3 separate regions of the Rattus norvegicus genome follow, and regions 1 and 2 are each linked to region 3. Evidence: chromatin contacts called from public Hi-C data. All regions are on one chromosome and are shown on one strand. The core of a region is the stretch at or near the end of the contact, and the rest is flanking DNA. Distances in the headings are between cores, read along the strand shown. Region 1 holds the start of Gnai3 (G protein subunit alpha i3). Region 2 has its middle 15 kb from the start of Ampd2. Region 3 holds the start of Csf1 (colony stimulating factor 1).

Evidence for each region. A called contact is a pair of places that touch in the nucleus more often than the background predicts.
Region 1: a Hi-C map of kidney shows a contact between it and region 3, with 2.5 times the contacts expected there. The contact joins the promoter of Gnai3 here to the promoter of Csf1 in region 3. A contact is called at or near these places in 3 of 12 Hi-C or Micro-C datasets (the Rat2 cell line, kidney and mammary epithelial cells).
Region 2: a contact with region 3 is called in a Hi-C map of liver, with 3 times the contacts expected there. The contact joins the enhancer-like site here to the promoter of Csf1 in region 3. A contact is called at or near these places in 3 of 12 Hi-C or Micro-C datasets (frontal cortex, liver and mammary epithelial cells).

The regions. Positions count from the first base shown.
Region 1 is chr2:198,467,337-198,470,640 of GRCr8, reverse strand. It overlaps Gnai3 (G protein subunit alpha i3), which reads left to right and starts at 1,767. Exons shown (of 9, transcript NM_013106.2): 1 at 1,767-1,967. The coding sequence starts at 1,850. LOC134485670 (a long non-coding RNA gene) reads right to left here and starts at 1,612. Exons shown (of 3, transcript XR_010063915.1): 1 at 1,472-1,612; 2 at 948-1,063; 3 at 61-353.
Region 2 is chr2:198,390,729-198,393,844 of GRCr8, reverse strand. No RefSeq gene overlaps it. Among named protein-coding and RNA genes, the nearest start is that of Ampd2, 15 kb to the left of the region's middle. Within about 2 kb of position 1,479, at least 4 of the 93 cell types and tissues checked have an H3K27ac peak or open chromatin away from gene starts, as enhancers often do. A contact at or near this core is called in liver, where this site is marked.
Region 3 is chr2:198,082,758-198,086,096 of GRCr8, reverse strand. It overlaps Csf1 (colony stimulating factor 1), which reads left to right and starts at 1,629. Exons shown (of 9, transcript NM_023981.4): 1 at 1,629-1,827. The coding sequence starts at 1,789.

The DNA of each region.
Region 1 (3,304 bases), core at 518-3,017, 380 kb before region 3:
TCTTGCTGCTGTTAACCAGTAAGTTGTCATTTTCCCCTGGCTGAAGGAACAGATAGCTCATAGGGGAAACAAAACTTTCCTTTAATATGAAGAGAACTTTCTCCACAACTTTGGCTGTGACCACCTTCCAGGAATTTTCTAGTTAGTGGGACAGGTTGGTTATGTTCAATATACTATCCTTAGCTCTTAAAAGCTGTTCCTAAACACAATCTCCCTCACATGTTGGGGAAGCAACAGGGTGAGACAATCCAGTCAGTTAGTTTTGCCAACATCTTGGTATTGAGGCGACTGCCATCCAAAAACTTTATAGACTCTCTGTTGTCAGGTGTCTCCAAGCAGCGCCTTCTAGAGGTCTGGTAGAAAGAAGGCGTGACGTTGAACCTAGGCAGATGTGCTTACTGTGGAATGTGGGAAAGGTACTTAAGTTCTCCATGCCTATTTCCTCATCAGTGACAATGGGGATCAATATTACCTACCTCACAGGGTTGTTGTGAGGATTAAGAGATGAGACATGGAAGCGCCTATCTGGTACTCAATAAATGTTGTTTTCCCTTTCCGTTTGACCCCCCCCCCCAGTACTAATCAGAAAGGAAGAGCAGACTATTTCTTTTTAATGGTCATTTGGAAATGAGTGGGAGACTTATTAGACTTGGAATTGATAAGCATTGTGGGTGACCTGGACAAGGTTAATCTAATTAAATGGTTCTAATTAATTAATTTTTCACTATAGAGACCTTTCTGTTAGGAATTTGTATTTTAAGTTTACCTCCTACTAGAGAAATGTTTTTAAATTCCGGGGGAAAGTTTCAACAGCTGCAAAAAGTGCTCCTTCCTAAAATGGGTGGTGAGAGTCATTGTGGGGTTTTTGACAGTAAAGGTACTTCTGGATATTCTCACAGGGTTATGATTCACAAATATTCAGGAGATAGTAGAGAGGCGACTTTTACCAAACTTCCTCTTTTCTGTGGATATCACATAGGATCTCTTGTTAGATTAAAGAAGGATGCGCTGGTTTATTTCTTCTGGGTATGGAACTAAGTCCCCAATGTAGAGCCACCGGTTTCTATGGGAGAAAGGGAAGCATGGAAATGTTATAAATGAACTACAGCTATTTTCATGTCCTAATAATTACTATTTTAACGTTCTATTACTTGCTAGCAATCAAGTGATCCTTTGCCAACATAGTGCCAGGCAAACGTACAGGTTACAGAAATTCATAAGCAGTAGCAGAAGGACCAAAGATATACTTGGCATAATGGGCATAGCCTGAGGAATGGATGAAAACCCAGGCTGGGCAACTCAAAGATCAGACTGAGGGAACTTTGGCTGAAGTGTCCAACATACGGCTTTGGGCAGAGACCCCGGCTCCACAATCACAGATGAAAAGGAAAGGGTTTTGTTTTGTTTTTTTCCTAATGGAGAGGGAGATTACCCAGAGGGCTGTGAGTTCGTTTGGGAATCTGATCCTCACCGCTAAACTTCCATTGTGTCCTCAAGAGCACAACATGTGCTGGAAGTTCCCCTTTTTCTACACTTGGAATCTAAGTCCAGGAGCCCAAGAAGTAACAGGGTATTAAAGCTGGGAGGTGCGGTTCACAGGAACAACCAGGTTCTCAGGAACTTCCGCTTTCCGTACCTCCCCCGCCTCCCACTGCCACAGCGCTCTAAGTTGTAACGGCCGCTGGGCGTCGCCGGAAGTGTCGTAAACAGCAGCTATCCGGTTCTTCCGGGCGCTAGGGGAGCTGACGGAGAAGGCCACCGCCCAGCAGAAGACGCGTCTCAGCCGGTGTGTCGCGGTTCCCGCGGTGTGTGAGTGAGCCAGGGCCCGGTCCCCTCTCCGGCCGCCGTCATGGGCTGCACGTTGAGCGCCGAGGACAAGGCGGCGGTGGAGCGGAGTAAGATGATCGACCGCAACTTGCGGGAGGACGGAGAGAAAGCGGCCAAAGAAGTGAAGCTGCTGCTGCTCGGTGAGGGGCTGGGGGCGGAGCTGGAGTGCTGGGGCCGGAGAGCCGGGCCTGGGAGCAGCTTGAGCTGATAGGGGTCTGGCCAGGCCGGCGGAAAGGACCCCAAAGGGACAGGGAGGGACTCGACATGGGGCGGGTGCTGGGCTTGGTGATTGAGGCCCCGGAAGGCGTGGGGATTTCAGGTTGGAGAGGGTGTAACCCAGCTTGGATGGTGTTTAGCAGAGTTGGGGAGTTTGGAGCCCTGAGACTATGTTGGGAATCCAGGAAAGGCTCCTAAAGGGAGGGACCGATATTGAGGAGGTTTCACATTGAACTAGAACGTGTTGAAGAAGATAGTGTATGGCGTCTGGTGGATCTATCTAGGGTTTGCGTGAGTTTGATACTTGATGTCAGGATAAAGCTGGAAGGATTGAATGATTAAATAGTAAAGCTAGGACAGAGAGGCCACATAAAGAACCTGCTCGCAAGTCTTTTTTGTACTGTTAGTAAGTGGATTGTCCAGGAACGCCCAGGAGGCGGGTGAAATAAATGACAGGTTCTTAGATGTAAAAGAAAAGAACTTGGGTGCAGAGGCCGCCTATACTTTTTCAACTTTTCTTATCTTTGTTTAATTCTCTTGAAGTTCTGTAACTCCTGTTTTTATTAAAGGGATAGGGATGTGTAAGCTGGGAAAATTGAAAGAATGCCGTTTTGAGGTTTGATAGAAGACAGTGAATAACAGTGGGACCATGTGTATCGGGAATAGTATAGGATAACATATGGACTGGGCTATTTTTATTGTAAAGATTGTAATCGTGATACATTTGGGAGGAGGTGATTTTTAGTGGGTTTTTCCCCACTAAAAAGTAAAAGTATTGGCTTTCAGACTACAAACAGCGTGTTGCCTTACACCTTATATCTAGTCAAACGTGTTTTAGTCAGAATAATTTAGGTTTAAGCTTTGATAGGCCCAGTAAATCATATAAACTTCTCTGGTATTAGTTTACCAGTAAATCCAGCTGTAATCATTATTCATATATTTGAGGAATCTGTTAGATGAGAATAATTAGGAGTCACGGGTTCTGTAAGCAGCAGAACTTTTTAGATAAATGCCGTTCCAAAAGGTCGACTGTAAAGTACTGATTCACTTTGTAAAGCCCCAGAGGATGGACACAACTCCATAATCTCAGACTGACTTTGTGCTTTAAGATGGGCTGACTGCTTATTCATATATTTTGGAAGCTCTGGGCAGCAGCTTGAATATAAATAAAAAGATAGGAAGTGGAGTTTGAGCTTCCAGAAGATACCGATTCAAATCCTAGCTCTCGACTGCTAGTGCCTGTAGAACAGGTATCTTCTAT
Region 2 (3,116 bases), core at 230-2,729, 310 kb before region 3:
GAAAAGATTTCTTAAAGGGGGTTCTTTGACGATATAGGAAAATAGGAAGCAAAAAGCCCATTCCCACTACCAGTTGTACCAAGTATGACCACATACCTGAGCTATATGTATGCACGAATATATTTTACATATTGACATTTTCCTTCTAGTTCTTTTTTTCTTCAAAAAGCCTTTTTATTACATATTGTGTGCTCGCGCATGTGCATACATGTGTGCATCTGCATGAACTCGTCATGGAGCATATGTGGAGGTCACTTGGTCCTCCTACCACATGGGTCCTGGTGAAGGGTCAGGTGGGAAGGCTTGGCACCCATCACTTACTGAGTTACCTTGCCATCCCCACTTCTTGTTTGCAAGTAGCATTTTGTTTGTTTTTGAGACCCGGCCTCCTGTGCAGCTCAGGCTGGTCTTCCACAAAGCCTTCTCTGTGTGGAGATCATGCCGCCACATGATAAGTTCAAGGGAGTTTGAATCGAGACTATGTTCTTGTTAAATTTACCTTTAAAATTATTAACCCATCTTTCACGTTCTGTTACTGCCATCTATAGATGTAAATTTTATTGCTGTGTCCTGCCCCATGACGGTTTACCACCGTAGCTTTTCTCTGTTGAGAATAACCAGGCCTGGGCTTGTGAGATGGTAGAGGTAGATGGTCGATGGTAGCTGGTAGAGGTCATTGATGCCAAGCCTAGCGCCCTGGCTCAGTGCTTGGGTTTTACATCGTGGAAAGTGAAAGTTGATTCTGGAAAACCCCTCCAGGAACATGCTCCGTGGCACGTGCATATGCGCACATGCTCAAGATGTAGAAGGAGTAGTAAGTAGGCCTGGAGTGTGACTGGCTGCGCACTGTGGAGCCATGACCCCTGGCCTCAGCTCTACTCCTGATCTGTGCGACCTCAGGCAAGATGCTTCCTTCTTTGTGCCTCCAGGTCCTTACCCATAATGCTTTCCTCGTGTTGAACTGGATTTAAAGCATTAAGTAAGATTCTAGTAAGCTTTAGCTTTGGTTTGCACAAGGCTTGAGAGTCTCATGCTAACCTGCATGCCCATAAGAGAGAATTAATTGCCCAGTTTGAGATGTCTATTTCACTTGATAGGATGAGGCAAAGCCCTTTCCTGGCTTGCTTGCCCTCTGCCTGGTCGGACCTCTAATACAGGCTCCCTGCCAGCCCCTCCATGTGACCTGTGTGGGGGCTGAGTGTGGACCCCTCCTGAGGAAGGTAGCACCTTACCACCCTCCAAAGGCTGACCTTGAATTCACTGTGTAGTCCTGGCTGGGGCAGGAACCTCCCTCTCACTTGCTGGGTTGAGATTGGTGGTGGACTTTTAAAACCAATGCTTTAAAATGCCCCGGCATGAAAACAGTAGAAGAACTTTAACCCCTTGTGGCCCTTGGACTGGCACAGGGTGACGTCTACACACCTAGGCACTGCAAGTAGCCAAGTAGACAGCAACCTGGGCTGCTCTGAGGGCGCCCCCTCCTGGGGAGCTGGAGAGGTGCAGGTGGGGACGTTTCTTGCGCTCATCCAAATGCTGTCACACTATTGCCTCCTGGGTGAATTTATTCAAGGAAAGTCCAATAGAACATTTAAACATTAACTCATGTTTAGTCTAATGTTCAATAATTCACTTTGTCTTCCATATGGGAGCAAAGTCGCTCAACTTGACCTTGCCTGGTTGATGACTTGGGGTAGGTGGTCTCTCCAGACAGAAGCTGCAGGGGCTCATGAGCATCTGGAGTTGGGGGTGACCCAGGGTCGCCGGTTTTGGATGTAAACCCCGCAGAGTGGACTTTCAAAGGCTCAAGGAAGGCTGGGGAGCTAGAACTTTGGAGGCTATAAAATAAGAAAAAGAAGAGAAATCGAAACTAACAAATGTTTAAAGAAATGCCTTCAGAAAATAGCATGTCAACTTCAATATTTGTTAATTTTAGTATCCCTACAAATGTCATTATATTTGGAAACAGTTTGTAAACTGGATTTGGCAAACACTCCAGAATCCGCAGCATGACTGTAGTCATAGCCAGTTCTAAACTAAATGAGTTACTCATAGTCTGGTAACTTCAAAAGCAACTTCAAAAGCGAGTTGAAGGGGGCCCCTTTAGTTTAAACCAAAGACAAGTTACGTCAAATGAAGATATGGGTGCATTTGAATGTTGGTTACTCTTGGAGGGGAGGGTCCTCAGAATCAGATGCAGGGTCTGCACAGGGCTCAGGAGAGCCCTGCCTCCCGCCTTCTTCCAGAGAAGATTGGTCCGGCCTTCAGGTCAGTGCTTCTCCCTGTCTGCCTCTGCTGTCTCTCCTGTCGGCAAAGCAGCCACATGAGTGGTTAGATAGATGGCCGTCTCCACTTCGCTCCTGAAAAACTGGCCTGCTTGTGAGCCTGTTAGCTGGCAGAGTGAGCCCTGAAACTTCAGGTAGGAGAGTAAAGCCCAGCCTACCCCAGCCTGGGGCCCTATGAAAGGAAACGAGGGGACTAGGCTGTTTCTAGCACCCTGCACCCTGTCAAAGTTCTTTCCGTGTGAGTGTGTAATGTGCTTGGGCTGCTTTGCACGTCAGGCAGCATCGTAGCCCCACTCTCTCTATCCCAGGCTTGACCTCACCATGTAGCCCTGGCTGGCTTCGATTTTGTTTTGTTTTTGTTTTTTCCGGAGCTGAGGACCGAACCCAGGGCCGTGTGCTTGCTAGGCAAGCGCTCTACCACTGAGCTAAATCCCCAACCCCTGTTTGTTTTGTTTTTTTGTTTTGTTTTTCCTGTCTGGCTTTGAATTAGCAGCAGTCATTCTGCCTCCTAAGAACTGAGATTTCAGGCGTTCTCCTCCTGCCCCCAAGAGAGAAACGCCAGGGTCAGTGAGGTTGGGGGTGAGCTGGCTCCACTGGGACGTGCAGAGCCACCCTCCTATGGCCTTAAAGGTCTGTATCTGCTTGAGGGCAGAAGTTGTCTCTGAGAAGGGACGATGTCCTGCCTCATCCTGGTATGAGTGATCTGGATGAGGCTGGTAGCTGGGAGTGGAGAAGAGTGTTTAGAGAGGCAGTTAAGATCTGTAGTTAAGCGGTGTGGTGGTGGCAGTGCACGCCTTTAGTCTCAGCACTTGGGAGACAAGGGCAGGGGCAGGG
Region 3 (3,339 bases), core at 380-2,879:
GAGTGAAACCGAGTGCCACCTAGAGGAAGGCTCCTGCTCAGGGTGCAGGTCAAATGTAATCACTAGTATCACTAGTATACAATGGTTCTAAACCTTCTTAATGCTGAGACCTTTTAATACAGCTCCTCATGGTGTGGTGAGCCCCCACCCCGACCCCCGCTGCCATAAAATTATTCCATTGCTACCTCATAACTGTAAGTTTGCTACTGTTATGAATTGCAATATAAAACATATGACATGCAGGGTATCTGATGTGCAACCCCAAAGAGGTTGCCACCCACAAATTGAGAACCACCAGTTTAAAATAATGTAGGGAGTGAATGAATGCCAATTTAACTGGGAGGAATGGGCTGAGTCCAGTGGGGACACAGAAAAAAAGGAACTCTGTACCAGCCTGAAGCATCTCAGGAAGCTTTGCAAGACGAAGATAAGATGTGATTGATTACAACCTGACCAGATGAGACATTCACCTTAAGATGGATGGGGAAAAGAAGACTTCATGTTCGAGGAAGCAGCCTGAGCAAAGGCTTATGGGAGTGACATTATTGCTCAGAGCCAGGCTGAGCAAGGGATCTGGAGGATAAGTGACAAAAGGTGCCTCTTTGAGACCAGGCCATTCATCTGGGCATGAAGGGATTAAAACACATCGAATCAGGATGAATGCAAGGAAGAAAAAGGTCCAGCTGTTGGCAGTATAATTAATAGGCTCCTCTTGATCAGTTAATTTAGATTCATTCTCATGTAAAGACAAAATGTGATTGTCTCCACAAATGCATTTCCAACAGAGTTGAGGGAAACCAAGGGCCCAGGCACACCAACCTGTCCACCTGAGCTGGGTTCAGCAGCCCAAGAGCAGGGGACCAGCTTCCTTTTCAAGTCAAGCACCTGGAGCTTCTGGCACAGAATACAGAACCACCCGGCTAGTTGTCACAGGACCAGATCCCTCCTCTCCTGACCAGGTAGCTGGATTGTCCCTATAGCCAGGGGACAGGGAATTTAGCCGGTTCTTTGGACAAAACATACATAGGAGGGAGCAAGCCAACTTGCAAACCTGCTGCCCTGGGCTCCATAAGAGTTGAATGGAGCTACAGCAGAGAGGCCTCGGTCATCTGTGCTGGTCCATCCCCATTCAAGTCCTGTTCAATGTACTCTGCCTTTTCCTGCTCAGATTTGAGGATTTTTGGGCCTGGAGGGGAAAGTCCCTAGGGGCCAGCATTAGACAGAGAACAATCACACGAGATTGACAACAGTGGCGAGCACAGAAGGAAAGGCAGTGTCTTGTCCAGTGCTCGAGAGAGGAGGGGGAGGGCGGTGGAGCCCCGGTTACTCTGCTGAAGGCTGCGGAGCTTGCACAGCCACAGAGCGACTGGAAAGAGAGCTAGCGGGGAGGACTAGGCGGCCCGCTTGGGGGAAGGGAGTCGGCGGTTCAGTGGGCCTCTGGGGTGTAGTATGTGTCAGTGCCTGTGAGTGTGTTTTGTGTGTGTGTGTGTGTGTGTGTGTGTGTGTGTGTGTGTGTGTGTGTGTCTGGCGGAGGGCCAGGGTGATTTCCCATAAACCACATGCCCCGCCAGCCCGCCCGCTTAAAAGGCTGTGCCGAGGACTGGCCAGCGAAGCTCGGCCAGGGGAAAGTGAAAGTTTGCCTCGGTGCTCTCGGTGTCGCTGCGGCTCTCTGCATCCCGGGACAGCAGCGTGGCCCTCGACCGCGGCGCAGGCTCTCCAGCCACTAGCGAGCAAGGAAGCGAACGAACCAGGGCGGCCAACACGCCGTGCCGGGACCCAGCTGCCCGTATGACCGCGCGGGGCGCCGCGGGGCGCTGCCCTTCTTCGGTAAGCTGCAACCGTGGCGCGCGGGGCCCGGGCTGGGCTGGGACAGGAGCTCTGCAGCAAGCAGCAGGCGGCTCGGCGCGGCCCCTTTTCGCCAGCTGCCCAGGCTTCCCGGCCCTGGGTTCTGGCTTCCTTATTGCTTCTAGAACAGGGCTGAGGCCCGCGGTATTTCAATAGCTGCTCCCAGGACTCCAGCGCTTTGCGAGGTAAAGGGAAGGTTGCTCATCCCATTGCACGGAGGAGAACACTGAGCTACCCACAGGCAGGAGAGAGAGAGAGAGAGAGAGAGAGAGAGAGAGAGAGAGAGAGAGAGAGAGAGAGAGAGAGAGAGAGAGAGAGAGAGATATGAAGGCGGGGGTGGGGGTGGGGGAGGTTTGCAGCAATTGGTACGGGCCCAGTGTCTGCCAGGGTGGTCAACCAGTTTCCGAGTGACAGAGACCCGAGTGTGGCATCATCCCCAGTAGACATCTCCCTTTGGCTGTTGCACATGGTTTTAGGCCCCAATTGGGAGTGGGTCTTCTGGGTAGGGAAAATTCAGGGTCACCCAACTTTATGTCAGGACCTGTGCTGAGCAACCTGTTGGCAGCAAAAAGGAGACAGGCATGCTGCTACTTGTTCAATGGAGGTGCAGGAACTGTTAGGGACCTGGGCGGCTCTCTGAGGGGAACTGGACCTGAATCTGTTCTTGAAGAATTTGGTTCAATGAGATGGGGCTATTCTGGGCTGTGCGTCTGACTGAGGAAAGTGCAAGGAGAGTTCAGAGCTGCAGAGGATGGTGGGCTGCTCACACGTGTCCCCAGTAGTGGCAGCAGATGATACGGTGTGGCACTTACAGAGTGGAGGATGGTACTTTCAATGAACAGCAAGTGGGTTTGCTTCTGGGGAGAATGAGAGGGAAAACCTAGAGGGTAGGAACAGAACTGTTATAGGCAGAAGAGAGGGTTGCAGGTGTTTAGGGGAGAGAAAAGTAGAACCATAGGGAGGGGGGCCAGTGAGAGGCAGGAGATGGGGTTAGGTGGGGAAGGGATGAAAACTTAAACAGTAAGCAACAAGCAGAGAGAGAGAGAGAGAGAGAGAGAGAGAGAGAGAGAGAGAGAAAGAGAGAGAGAAGAAAGGAAGAAGAAAGACTAGAAGGGGAAACGAGAGGAGGCAGAATTAGACAAGATGAGTCGGAGGGTTCAGTCCGGCAGTCCAGCCAGGTCTCTGCAGAGACTTTACTGATTGGGAAATGGAGCATGATGTGATGTCTTGAAGTGTTCTGAGACGGCAGCAGTTTCCTTCCAGGGCTGCTCTCTTAGACAGAGGCTGAAGCAGTGGGTGGGAGGAAGAAGCAAGCCAGGAAGAGCCTGTCCAGCCAGATGCAGGCTAGAGTATTAACCCTTGGGTGTCCATCCGTACCCTGTCTAAGGTAGCACTGGGGTTACAGATCCAGATCCAGGAGTGGCCCCCTTGGGTCATCTTTGAAGCCAATGGCTGTGCATGCTTGAAAAGCCACCAAAACCTGGTGGTCTTGAA